4 separate regions of the Mus musculus genome follow, and all the other regions are linked to region 1. Evidence: chromatin contacts called from public HiChIP or PLAC-seq data. All regions are on one chromosome and are shown on one strand. The core of a region is the stretch at or near the end of the contact, and the rest is flanking DNA. Distances in the headings are between cores, read along the strand shown. Region 1 overlaps Bach2 (BTB and CNC homology, basic leucine zipper transcription factor 2). Region 2 overlaps Gm42266 (a long non-coding RNA gene). Region 3 has its middle 19 kb from the start of n-TGccc3. Region 4 has its middle 54 kb from the start of Gm52717.

Region 1 (2,700 bases), core at 76-2,575:
ATGAATAATGCTTGGTTTTCAAAATAAGCGCCCAGGTCTCAGCCTGTGTAAAGTGAAAGGCCACGACAGTACAAAGGAGAAGTAGAAGGATGCTGCCCGTGAACGAAGGAGACATCAAAGTATAGGAACAGCTTCAGCATGGGAGAAGAGGCCGTTTGGGGTCAAGCGCCCCTCCACTACCCTGCAGCGCCCTCTCTGTTTTGTTGGCCCAGCAGCTATGGCATTGGCTTACAATTGAACAATCTGGGTTTGCCCTGTCTTCCCATTTAGACTATTCAGTCACCATTCCTGATTTCTCTGTTGGTGGCTGCAGTGTTTTTTAGTCAGCAAATCTATTACCTAAAATAAGTAACAGGTTAGCCATTTGATTAAATTGTCAAGTTCATAGACATGATAGCAGTAGTCTGGAGAAAGGAAAAGGTATTGTGTACATTAAATGAGAATGAGAGGGAAAAAAACAAAAACAAGAAACAAAACCAGATCACCAAGACTAGAGACCCAGAATGCCAACAAACCTGGCATCGTCGGTGTGCGCTCTGATACGCTTTTGCAGCCTCCCCTGACACTATGGACATACTTATTTTGTATGGAGAGATATCTTTGGCATTCTAGCTAAATAGCCTGTCTGTGTATCAGGGACACACAAGCTCCCCCTGGGGAGAGATGGGGTATCCGGGCAGCGGTGCTTTATCTCTGTAGATTGGTATAAATGAGCTAGTGGAACCCCCACCAACCGCCCAGGAGTTCACAATTGGAGAACAAAGGGTAGTGGCTCCCAGGAGCTTTCCTGGGCACTCGCCTGCTATTCACTTTGAAGCAAGCTTATTCTCACGCTGGGAGTTGTTTCTAAGTCAGGAACAGCATGTATTTTATAAAAATGTATTCAGTCACTGGTTCTTTTTCCCTGTGCCACCCACACAAGCATACAGAGAAAAGTCTGCTCACCTATTTTATTTGAACTACCTATTTATCCCCTTCCCTCCTCCCTTTAAAGTCTTATGTTAATACTTTTGTGTTTACATTACGTGTTTTTAAAGCCATCCGCAATCCGGGCCAGTTAATTTAGGTCATAGTGGAGCTTGCTCTGGTGGAGGGCGGGTAGCCTTGAACGCAGCCTGGGCAGCCTTCACTGGTGCGATACAGACTTCAGTTTCCCCGCTATAATTATGAGCAAGAAGCCTGTGTTTAATTGCAATGCATGAATGGGAGATGTTCTTCAGCTTATCTGCATTCATCGCTTGCTGCTGGTTTCTCTGTTGAGGTCTCCATCAGCGTTGCTACAGAGCTCTTGGCAGTGCTGCCGCAGTTGCTGGTGAATTTTTATGATCTGTTGCATGCCGCTGGTACAGTTTCCTGCCCTGTAATGGTATCAGTTTTCCTGACACAGGCGGGGGCTACAGACTGAAACCCAGGAGCCCGCATTAGCATAAAACGTCCCAATTCTGTCAGTTTGATTAATTTGTCTCTTTGTCTCCACTCTATATGATAAGTGCTATTAATGGTTGCAGCACTTCATATGTCAAAGTCTTTCTTCCTAATGACTTGAAAATGTGGTTTATTCCCCCTCTTTCTGTACTATTTCTCTCATTTAGCATTCTACTCAGTATAGATTTATGCCACGCTCTTTCATTGTCTTCCTGGCTGCAGCGCCGCAGTGATTACATATGGTGTGGAGCGCGTAGAGATGTGATCCCAGGGGCGGCAGCTGCTGACGCAAGCTGAAAATAGAGCCAGCGTCTGCTCAGCACTTTTCCCAGAGGCCTTTTATTTATTAGTAACAGCCTTGGTGCAGGACAGCTCGGATCCTCATTTAGTGAGATGACTTTTTTTTGCCTCTTCAAATGCCGCGGTGACTTTGCTCTATTTACCGACACTGCTGTGTGATATTTTTAACTGCCTTGTATCTCACCAGTGACTTAGCCAAACGTAAATCGTAATGTAACCTCAATATATAATGAACTCAAGAAAAGACAGGCTCGGGTGCTAGTGGCTCCGATACTGGTGAACATAGTGCATCTACTCAGAAGGTATAACTGTGCATACCCTGAGAGTTGAGAAACAAGGAGTAAAATTCTAATGATCTGCGTAGTGAAAGAAAAAAAAAAGAAAAGACAGGCTCCACTGGAAGAAATGGGAGCCTGGCAGCTCTGTGGTTTAAATTAAATAAGCCTGTTTGTAAGACAGCATTTTTACATGCTACAGTGCTTTACCATGTGCCTCTATTCTTCTTCCTGGGACCCTCACACTATCTCTAGGACTTGTTCTCTGATGAGGAAAAGGCAAAGAAACTGCATGACAGAGCCGCAGCACTTTCATAAGAAGGGAAGATGAAGAGATGGGGGTTTTGCCGAGGTCAGTCACTGGACCGGAGTCAGCATCATTAGTGATTGAAATGGGCACTTATCAAGCCAATCCAGCCAATCGGAGTGCTCAGACTCGTCTGTGAGCACAGCACATCTGTGATACAAATGTAACGGCAGAATTTAGGTTCAGAGTAACAGCTGTTCTTCTACACATGTTTGTAAATTCATACGCTTGAAAAATGCTAGTAAGATATTTTTCACAAGAATTCTTCGTTTGCAATGTCATTCTTCTCTGTGAGAAACAGTCTTTGAGCAGGATAAGGGCAGGGCTGCCTCATTCTCTATGCTATCGGAACGTGTCAGTCCAGTCATTCCTTTGTGCATGATCAACTGTTCC
Region 2 (2,745 bases), core at 160-2,659, 360 kb before region 1:
TCAGGTGATGCACACACAGAAGGCAGACCTCAGAACACATGTCTGTAAAGCATCTCAAAACTGCTGCCAGAACCAGATGTGATATGCTCTGCTTAAAGAACAACAAACCCTAGCTACCCCTGAGCGTACATGCTGTCTCAGCAAGTTCTTACTTTATTTGTGTTGTTACACGTTTATTCACAGAACTATCACCCCGTGGTGGGTGTTTCAACGTGATGCCCATGTCTTCCAGGTGCTCCCTTGTTCCAGGTCTCAAAGAGCAGGCAAGGCAACTATATGACAGTGTTTGAAATACAGTGTGAAAAAATTAAGTGCTGGCTGGACTCAGTCAATCTGAACTCACACCCTGCCTCTGTTACATGTAGGAACGTTGTGGGTCTCAACATCATCACACGTAAAATTAAAACGATAGCAACCACCACCACCACCACAGAGCTTGTGGAGTTAAAGATGAATGGGATCTGTAGAGTGTGCTCAGTAGATATTAGGCATCATTCTGTAGACACATAACTGCAAACTAACTTAATGCTGAGCATTGGAAAACTAAATACGTACATAACAACAGCAGAATGCTGCACACACACACACACACGGAGACAGACAGACAGACAGACAGACAGAGACAGTGCTAATAATTGTAATAAGGTCTGATTTCTATCTCAAAACATGTTAGTGAGGACTCATTTCTACAATAGCATCCCACATATACAGTAGGTAACTTGTCCTCTTTTCTAAAGGGACACTTCAACTCCTTCAGGACCAAGAAAACAAGTCTGAGGATATTTTTTTCCTGAAAATAAACCCCTGACTTAATCATGTTCAGTCCAGATAGTGGGTCAGGTGTTGCTAGGCAGAGTCCCTACAGGACACTCTGGCTTTTCTAGGGGTCCTCTCCATGTTGTTCACAATGATGTCATCTTCCAGTAAGTGCATAATATTTTCCCCAAAGATGTATGTTCATCACAAGAAGCAGTTACAGAATGTGTGCACAACACACAGATATCACTGTAAAAAAAAAAAAAAAAAGAAAGAAAAAAGAAAAAAAACCCCGCCCAAGAGCCAGAGAGATCGCCTAGTTCCCTCAAATATACAACCCCCCTTTCTTGATTGTACCCTTTCCCAGGCTTCTTCCTCTGATCCTACCAGGATTCGCCGTGCGGCCAGCCCTCACTCTTCTCCATAGAGGATGCGGACTGGAAAGTTATCACTTGTTTAGTGAGATCCTTAGTGGGAATTTGACAACCATTAGAGCACACAGGTGCACTCGTGCAGGTGTGAGACCCTCAACAGCTCTGAAAGCAGCTGTGGCTTGCAGGGTGAGGTCCCCATTCCCCATTTAACAGTGGAGAGCCAAAAACAGACTAAGAGGTGAGTCACTGACGAGTTATTCCTAAACAGCAAAGACCAACACTTTAGTGAATTCCAAATCCTGAAGTCACACGAGTCCAAAGAGGGAAGTCGTGAGAGTCAGGAGAGGGGGCAGGAGGCCGTGAAAAAATAGAAGTGACAGAAATAGGCCTTCAGTGTTCTGGCTGCTCATTAGACCAGCACTGAGATGGTGCTCATATGGCCTGAATAACTGATACTTTTTATAAGTAACTGAAGAGCTATAAAAAGCTTAGCATTTAAGAAAACAACAAACAGCTGTGGTAAATGAGCAAGAAAAAAAAAAAAAGAAAAATCTAAAGGAGCGAGCAAGCATTGTCTGGGCTGCAGAAGGTCAAGTTGCTGCAGGAGGAAGTGCTAAGCCCTCCTGTCGCAAATGCTACAGTGTATGGACCGGCCCCTCCCCCTCCCCCACCCCCTCAGCCACACCTCTCCCAGAACTTGCCCTCCTCCCTTATCAAAGAGAAAGAGCACAGGCAAGTCAATAGAATACTCAGCCATTATCTCCCGAAAACAGCATTTGTTAACCCAGGAGACCTAGCCACGGATTAAGCAGTGTCCACCTGAGGTCTTGCAGACCAAGGTCTCCAGTGAGAGCAAAACTCTCCCTGAGGTCAGCTGCCACTGCATTCTGGATGAGCCTCATTGAACTGGGGCGGCCCCTGGGATTGGTTTCTGTGCGCCCTGAGATGTCACACAGTTGCCCTTCCCTTTAACAGAAAACGTTATCTGCAGGCGCTACAGCTAGCAGTGGGTAACGGTATTCCTTCCAACTTCCTCACTTGGCTGATGGGTAAGTTCAGTGATGAAGGTCGCTGTCAGTGGGAAGGAGTGCAGGAAAGTGGTCGGCAAGCACTTGGCTCTGGCCTCTAAAGTCAACTCCACTGCTCACTGTTCACGACTTGAGTGTTAACCTCTCGGCACCTCAGCTTCCTTGGTAGTAAATTTAGGAAGTCGGTGTTTCCTTCCTCTGGTCTTCAGCTGAATCTCAGGTTAGCTTGCTAACTAATACTTGAGAGCAATCTTGAGTGGCCTGTAGACATCTCGCCTTGTCTCTAAGCTTTGGGTGATATTCTTAATAATACATCGTAAGCACAAGTTGGAAGAAATGGAAAAGGAGCAGGAAAAGGGTCGGTCTGTTGTTACCGAGCAAAGGTTTTTGCTTCTTATGTTATTGAATGAAGAAGTCAGCCCAGACAGATAGCTAAGGAAAGGACAGTATACTCCAGAGAGAGACTACCATGGTCAGGGTGAACTAAGTAAGTGCTTTGGGTTCTGTGTTGTGGGTTTTAAAACCATTTTAATGAATATTTATTAAGTGGGTGGTATGTTCATGAGATCAGGTGACTCCCTTCCAAA
Region 3 (2,753 bases), core at 240-2,739, 320 kb before region 1:
TTTAGACATCATAAGATCTCATCAACGGGTTGGTAAGGAAGAATACTAGGGATGGATACTTTGAGTCACGAAGACATCTTTTATAAAGATATCCGGCTGATGGCATTGTACATCAAGTAGGAACTTAGAGGCATTAAAAATTAATAGAAAAGTGTATGAATAATGGATTTGTGGCAGTGTGCAAAGCAACCATACACTAAACCCCAAGTTAGAGAACACATTGCTGAAAGGGCGCTACAGGCTATGCAACTTTAGTCTTCTCGCAGAGAACAAAAATGAGACACAACACATCTGACTTGGGCCCAGTGAAGGATGCTGAGCTATCCTGCTGCTTTTGCTGAGAAAGCACTGTGCAAGGTCTGCTTTTACTGCGTTGTCCTCGGGATGTGGATGTGGCCGTAAGCTTCTAAGCTGAGACTGCAGTAAACCCAACCCCCTTGGACCAACCCAACCTCTCAACAGTAGATCCATCAGAATGCTGGCCAAACTAGTTTGGGTCAGCCACTGTGAAACCCTGCTGTGGAGGATCCCCACAGAGGATCAAATGGGGTTGGGGATCAAGAATAAGGTAGTGTTCGCCCAAGCCTCCACCACCACCCTGCCCTTATCTTTTCCACCAAGCTTGTTTTTGATAGTCAAAGAAAAAAGTTGTAATCTAGCCATCTCTGCACTCTTTTTTTTTTCTTCCCCCAAAGGTTTGGTTATCTCCAAAGAATGGTAGTTTCCTGTGTTTTCCTTCTCATCCTATGAATATCTCATGACTCAGTTATCAAAAATAATAAACAAAATAAAAAGCAAGCAAAAAACCCCATCAGCTATAAAATAGACTGCCTAAGGTACACACACACACACACAGCGGACACACTTGAAGCTTAAGTTTTATATGATATGTTGGTTCCACAAGAGAAAAAATAAAAAGACCATTCATTCCCTGGCAAGGACAAGCCTGATAACACAGGTGATGGGGCAAACATTTCCAGCTTGCTTCCCTTCTTGGCTTCCTGGATGCAGCTCATTTTTACCCTAAAGGGTTTTCATGGTAATGAAGTCTGTACTCACAAATCAAGCCTTCCTCAGTAGAGCTACCTCGGGACTCTTGTGTGTGGTGTAGCTGTGTGTGTGGCCACGACCCGTTTCTGAGTGTGTGTGAGCATGTGTGTTAGGAGGAAGGAATGTTAGCATCAGCGTACTTTCAAAGCTGATCACAAAGGATCAAATAAGATATGGCTCTAACTTAAGGAGACGCTAAAAAATCTTCTGACCGCCTTATCTAACAGCGTTCTCGGGCTGGTTCCCTGGTATAAAGAGCTGGGGTAATAACTTTATTTAGTGCTTTGATTCCCCCCACCCCAGATTGCTAGTGGAAAGTCAAAGATGCTGATTTATAAGCAGAGGTTTCTTTAGGACTATTTTTAGAACAATGCTGTACCAGGTTTATAGGAGGGGGGCTGGAGCCACTTCTGAACAGAGCAGCATTTCACTGCATAATAACCAAGTACTAATTGCTCTTTGTCATCACTTTTTATGCAAATTGCCCTGCAGCATTTGCCCAATATGCATTCTACATTTTAACAAAGAGAGTGGAGTCTCGATGAGCAAGAATCCTATACCCAAGCAAAAATTAAAAAAAAAAAACAGCTATAAAACAGACTGCCTAAGGTACACACAGTCACATAGACATTGTTTTGTTCTGTGTCTGATTGACCAATAGGAATCCTTTGAACCCCAAGTAATGGTTTATGTGTTAAGCAAAAAATAAAATGTGTGTACAAAATCTGCACATTTTGCTTCTCAGACAGTATCATTTTCCCTGAAGACTTGATACCAGGCTAAAATGTGGATTGCTGGGGAATCAAAGCCTGCCAAGGCTGTTTTAAAGGCTTCCACTATCCGAGCCTAAGTTCCGAGTTTGAAGCACGCCTCGAAAAGCGTGCCCAGATTCCAGTCTGGATACCATCACTGGCCTCTATCAAATTGCCAGGGAAGTAAACATGGCTTAAACTTGGGGAATCTTCAGAGGGAAACCAAACTTCAAACCCAGCCTTCGAGGTTATCATGAAGATACATTTGTCAAGGTAAGAGGCTAGGACATATTTTATTTAACAGTCTGTTAGCTTGATCTATACCATCTAAATATTTAAACATAAGCTATGAGAGACTCCATTTGCACAAGGCCCTGGGCCTCACTGAAGTTAGGTCTACTCCTTGGAAGCCCCCACCCCCCCACTCCTGACTCCCAAGTGTCAGTGGGATGTTTCTTCTGAAAAGGACATAAAATCCAAAGATCAGCGCCTCTGCCTTTCAGTAAATCCACACTTTGCAAGCAGAAATAGCCAGCATGGAATTTTTTTTTTTGAGCTGGTGCTGTTCATGAAGACCCCATGTCCAGACGCTCAGCAATGGACCATTGCCATGTTGAAACGACCTTTCCTAGGTGCTGTTTCCAAAGACAGATAAATCCCGGAATGACAGTTACCATGCCAGTGTAGTCCCAGACTTCAAAGCCATTTACAGCTTTAAAGTAGCTGTCCAGGTGCCTTCTTCGAGGTTGGATGTGCAAGGCGCTATCTACCTGCTCTTGCGTGCGCACATGTCCCACTCCAGAGCAGCACTTACCTTGAGTTGTTGGATCAGTGTGGGCTGAGAGACTGGCACTCCTGGTCCCAGACTCTCTCCATTAGACAGCCTGATTAGGCGATGAAATAGTGGCAGCCATGAGCTTCTGGGCCCAGGAAATGTACTGTGAAGGGTGT
Region 4 (2,700 bases), core at 26-2,525, 420 kb before region 1:
GGGTCTTCTTGCTTTATTTAACTCAGTCTAGAAACTCCATCACAGACATGCCCAGAGGTTTGTTTCCATGGTGATCCTACATCCCACCAGGTTGGCAAGCAATACTAAGCATTAAAGAGAGATAAGAGGTTTTGAGCACTCACCTACTGGCAGATTCTGACTTACATGTTATGTATGAATTAAACAGTTGAAGTTCGAGGATGCTAAGAACAGCTATTTGGAGTTCTATCTGCCTTCCTTCTCAATCTCTTATGTCATCCATACAAGTATGTGTATACCTGCATAAACATGTGCACATACAACACACACACATATGTATTAGAATATCATCACCTTGTTTTTACTAACGTGGAATTTCCAAGAATATAATGAAGACTATGGGAAGCAGTGACTTGCAACCACCATAATCCAGGCCCTCCATATATTGACAGCTACATTAACGAAGACAAATGGTCCATCTTTTGCAGTTCTATTCCTCCATGTCCATATCAGCAGAGCTTTAAATAGAAGAATGTATGTGATGCATGCAAATCAGTAACAGGATGAAAATATCTTCCAAAATGTAGTTTGATATTTTCGTGCGGCAGAAATGTGATTAATTAGCTTTTGTGTTCCAACTGTATTTAGAGTTGGCTCTTGTTTTGTTTCACCTATGTTGTAGTATCCTCAGAAGAGCCTCCAGGTTTTATGGAGCCACCCAATTTGAATGGATTCTGTGACCTGGACTCACCATATTCAGTCCAAACTCATTAGAGGCAGGAGTCTCTGCAGTTGATCACAGTGTAGTTTTAATCCCTCTGATTGCTACTGGATTTCACAGTAGGAGAGTCAGGTAATAGTTCCAATCGTCACACTTACTGCACAGAAACTGAGGGGAAGGAATGATTGAAGGCCAGCCCAGCCCTGCAGGAGAAGGTGTGATAACTGTCAGCCCTCCCAGAGTCAGGCAGCCCATACTGCAGCAGCCAAGCCTGTTGTTTTGCAGGAAGTCTTAGCTGAAAACAATGGGACCAAAAGATGCTTTGTGAAAGACAATGACGTCCATCCAAGGGCCTCTCATTAGCTCCTTTATACTCTGCTGTTTTGCACAGACTTGTATCCAGAATTATCTTGTTTTATTAATCAGTCTGGCAGACTCACAAAGTGGGGGAAAGAGAGCATGCTTCTTAAAGGCAGGAGGGGAGGTATCCGGCAAACCTGACAGCAAAGCAGCCACTCTGTCATCCATTCAGCCCAGCTCTCACCCTGCGGAGGGCTGGCTTCTCCCACATTCCCTCTCAGCAGCACTTCTGTGAGAGGAGATGATAGCTTCCTAAAAGCACCAATTCCCAAGTGGGTGCGTGGGTTTAAAATAGCTCGCTTCTCTAAGAGGGAACAGCCCCACAGGCTTAAGTAGCTACATTCAAACCATAGTACCTTAACACAAAACAAAACAACATGATTTCTTATAAAAAATCCTGGAGATTATACAGAAACCAGTTCTGGAGACACAGGAAAGGCAGTCCTGAGAGTTAAGTTTATAGCACTTTATGCCTACATTAAAAACCTGGAAGATCTCATATTAATAGCTTTATATTGCACCTGAAAGCCCTGGAAAAACAAAACCAAATAACACCAGAAAAGAGTGCATGAGGAGAGATAATAAAAGTGAGGACTGAAATTAATTAACTAGAAGTGAAAACTAATACAAAGAATCAATGGAAGGAAGAGCTGCTTCTTTGAGAGGATTGACAAGATAAGCAAGCTTTAGACCAAAGTAAGCAAATGAAAGAAAGAGGGGAACCAAATTATTAAAATCAGAGACAAAAAAGAAAACATTACAACAGATACTGAAGAAACTCAGAGAATCCTGAGGGCATACTGCGAAGGTCTATATCCTGCTAAACCAGAAAATTTCAAAGAAACAGATTGGTTTCAAGATGAGGTTAGTAATTTAAATGGAGCCATACAGACAAATGAGATAGAAACAGTAATTGAAAATTTCCCAACTAAAAATAGCCTGGGATCAGAGGTATACAGCACAGCGTCCTACCAGGCCTCCAGAGAAGAGCTAACACCAATACTCTTAGAAATATTTTGTAAAATAGAAGAAGAGGAAACGTTTCTAAATTCTTTCTTACAACACCAATATTATCCTGATACCAAGTGCTACAAAGACCCAACAAAAAGAAAACTATTGGTTTATAACTGTGATGAACATAGACACAAAAATTCCCAACAAAATACTTGCAAACTGAATTCAAGAACATAAAAAGATCTGTGCCTTACCTCCTCTGATCAAATTGGCTCCGTGCCAGAGTGTAAGGCATGCATCAACACAATTGAACCATTATATTTATTAATCAGAAATGTAATCTACCGTGTAAACGGACTTGAGGTCAGAAACTACATAATCATTAGGTGCAAATAAGGCCTTTGACAAAACCTAACATCCTTTCATGATAAAAGCCCTAGAGAATCTCAAGCCATCATGATATAATAAAGACAATTTACAACAAGCCAAAATAATGTAACTGGAGAAAACCTTGAAGCATTTTTACTAAACTCAGGAATAAGCCAAGGTAGTCCACAGTCCTTACCTATTCCATATAGTTTGATGTCTTAGCTATGGCAACAACTGGAAGGGATGAAGGGAATACAAATATGAAAGGAAGTTGATACAATTTTGTATAAGAGACTCTAAAGACTCCACCAAAAAAA

Evidence for each region. HiChIP or PLAC-seq counts read pairs in DNA pulled down with a chosen protein or histone mark.
Region 2: an H3K4me3 HiChIP or PLAC-seq map of embryonic limb bud shows a contact between it and region 1, with 4 times the contacts expected there. The contact joins two enhancer-like sites. A contact is called at or near these places in 2 of 15 datasets of contacts at CTCF or cohesin (pro-B cells and stem cell-derived epiblast-like cells), 66 of 484 Hi-C or Micro-C datasets (the AML12 cell line, the C2C12 cell line, the HL-1 cell line and 40 more), 24 of 115 datasets of contacts at active chromatin or transcription factors (the 230-238 cell line, CD8 T cells, astrocytes and 17 more) and 1 of 9 other capture datasets (embryonic stem cells).
Region 3: an H3K4me3 HiChIP or PLAC-seq map of embryonic basal ganglia shows a contact between it and region 1, with 4 times the contacts expected there. The contact joins two enhancer-like sites. A contact is called at or near these places in 3 of 484 Hi-C or Micro-C datasets (bone marrow-derived macrophages, epidermal suprabasal cells and uterus) and 9 of 115 datasets of contacts at active chromatin or transcription factors (bone marrow-derived macrophages, craniofacial prominence, embryonic basal ganglia and 6 more).
Region 4: a contact with region 1 is called in an H3K4me3 HiChIP or PLAC-seq map of embryonic basal ganglia, with 3 times the contacts expected there. The contact joins two enhancer-like sites. A contact is called at or near these places in 2 of 484 Hi-C or Micro-C datasets (bone marrow-derived macrophages and embryonic stem cells), 6 of 115 datasets of contacts at active chromatin or transcription factors (embryonic basal ganglia, embryonic forebrain, embryonic hindbrain and 3 more) and 1 of 9 other capture datasets (embryonic stem cells).

The regions. Positions count from the first base shown.
Region 1 is chr4:32,529,901-32,532,600 of GRCm38.p6, forward strand. All of the region lies in intron 2 of Bach2 (BTB and CNC homology, basic leucine zipper transcription factor 2), which reads left to right. Among named protein-coding and RNA genes, the nearest start is that of Bach2os, 40 kb to the right of the region's middle. RefSeq lists an enhancer at 496-2,700. Within about 2 kb of position 1,326, at least 128 of the 459 cell types and tissues checked have an H3K27ac peak or open chromatin away from gene starts, as enhancers often do. A contact at or near this core is called in bone marrow-derived macrophages, embryonic basal ganglia, embryonic fibroblasts and 1 more, where this site is marked.
Region 2 is chr4:32,168,797-32,171,541 of GRCm38.p6, forward strand. The region is part of intron 1 of Gm42266 (a long non-coding RNA gene); the gene reads right to left. Among named protein-coding and RNA genes, the nearest start is that of Gm52717, 9.3 kb to the left of the region's middle. Within about 2 kb of position 1,410, at least 69 of the 459 cell types and tissues checked have an H3K27ac peak or open chromatin away from gene starts, as enhancers often do. A contact at or near this core is called in bone marrow-derived macrophages, embryonic fibroblasts and embryonic limb bud, where this site is marked.
Region 3 is chr4:32,209,507-32,212,259 of GRCm38.p6, forward strand. No RefSeq gene overlaps it. Among named protein-coding and RNA genes, the nearest start is that of n-TGccc3, 19 kb to the right of the region's middle. Within about 2 kb of position 1,490, at least 8 of the 459 cell types and tissues checked have an H3K27ac peak or open chromatin away from gene starts, as enhancers often do. A contact at or near this core is called in embryonic basal ganglia, where this site is marked.
Region 4 is chr4:32,105,801-32,108,500 of GRCm38.p6, forward strand. No RefSeq gene overlaps it. Among named protein-coding and RNA genes, the nearest start is that of Gm52717, 54 kb to the right of the region's middle. Within about 2 kb of position 1,276, at least 35 of the 459 cell types and tissues checked have an H3K27ac peak or open chromatin away from gene starts, as enhancers often do. A contact at or near this core is called in embryonic basal ganglia, where this site is marked.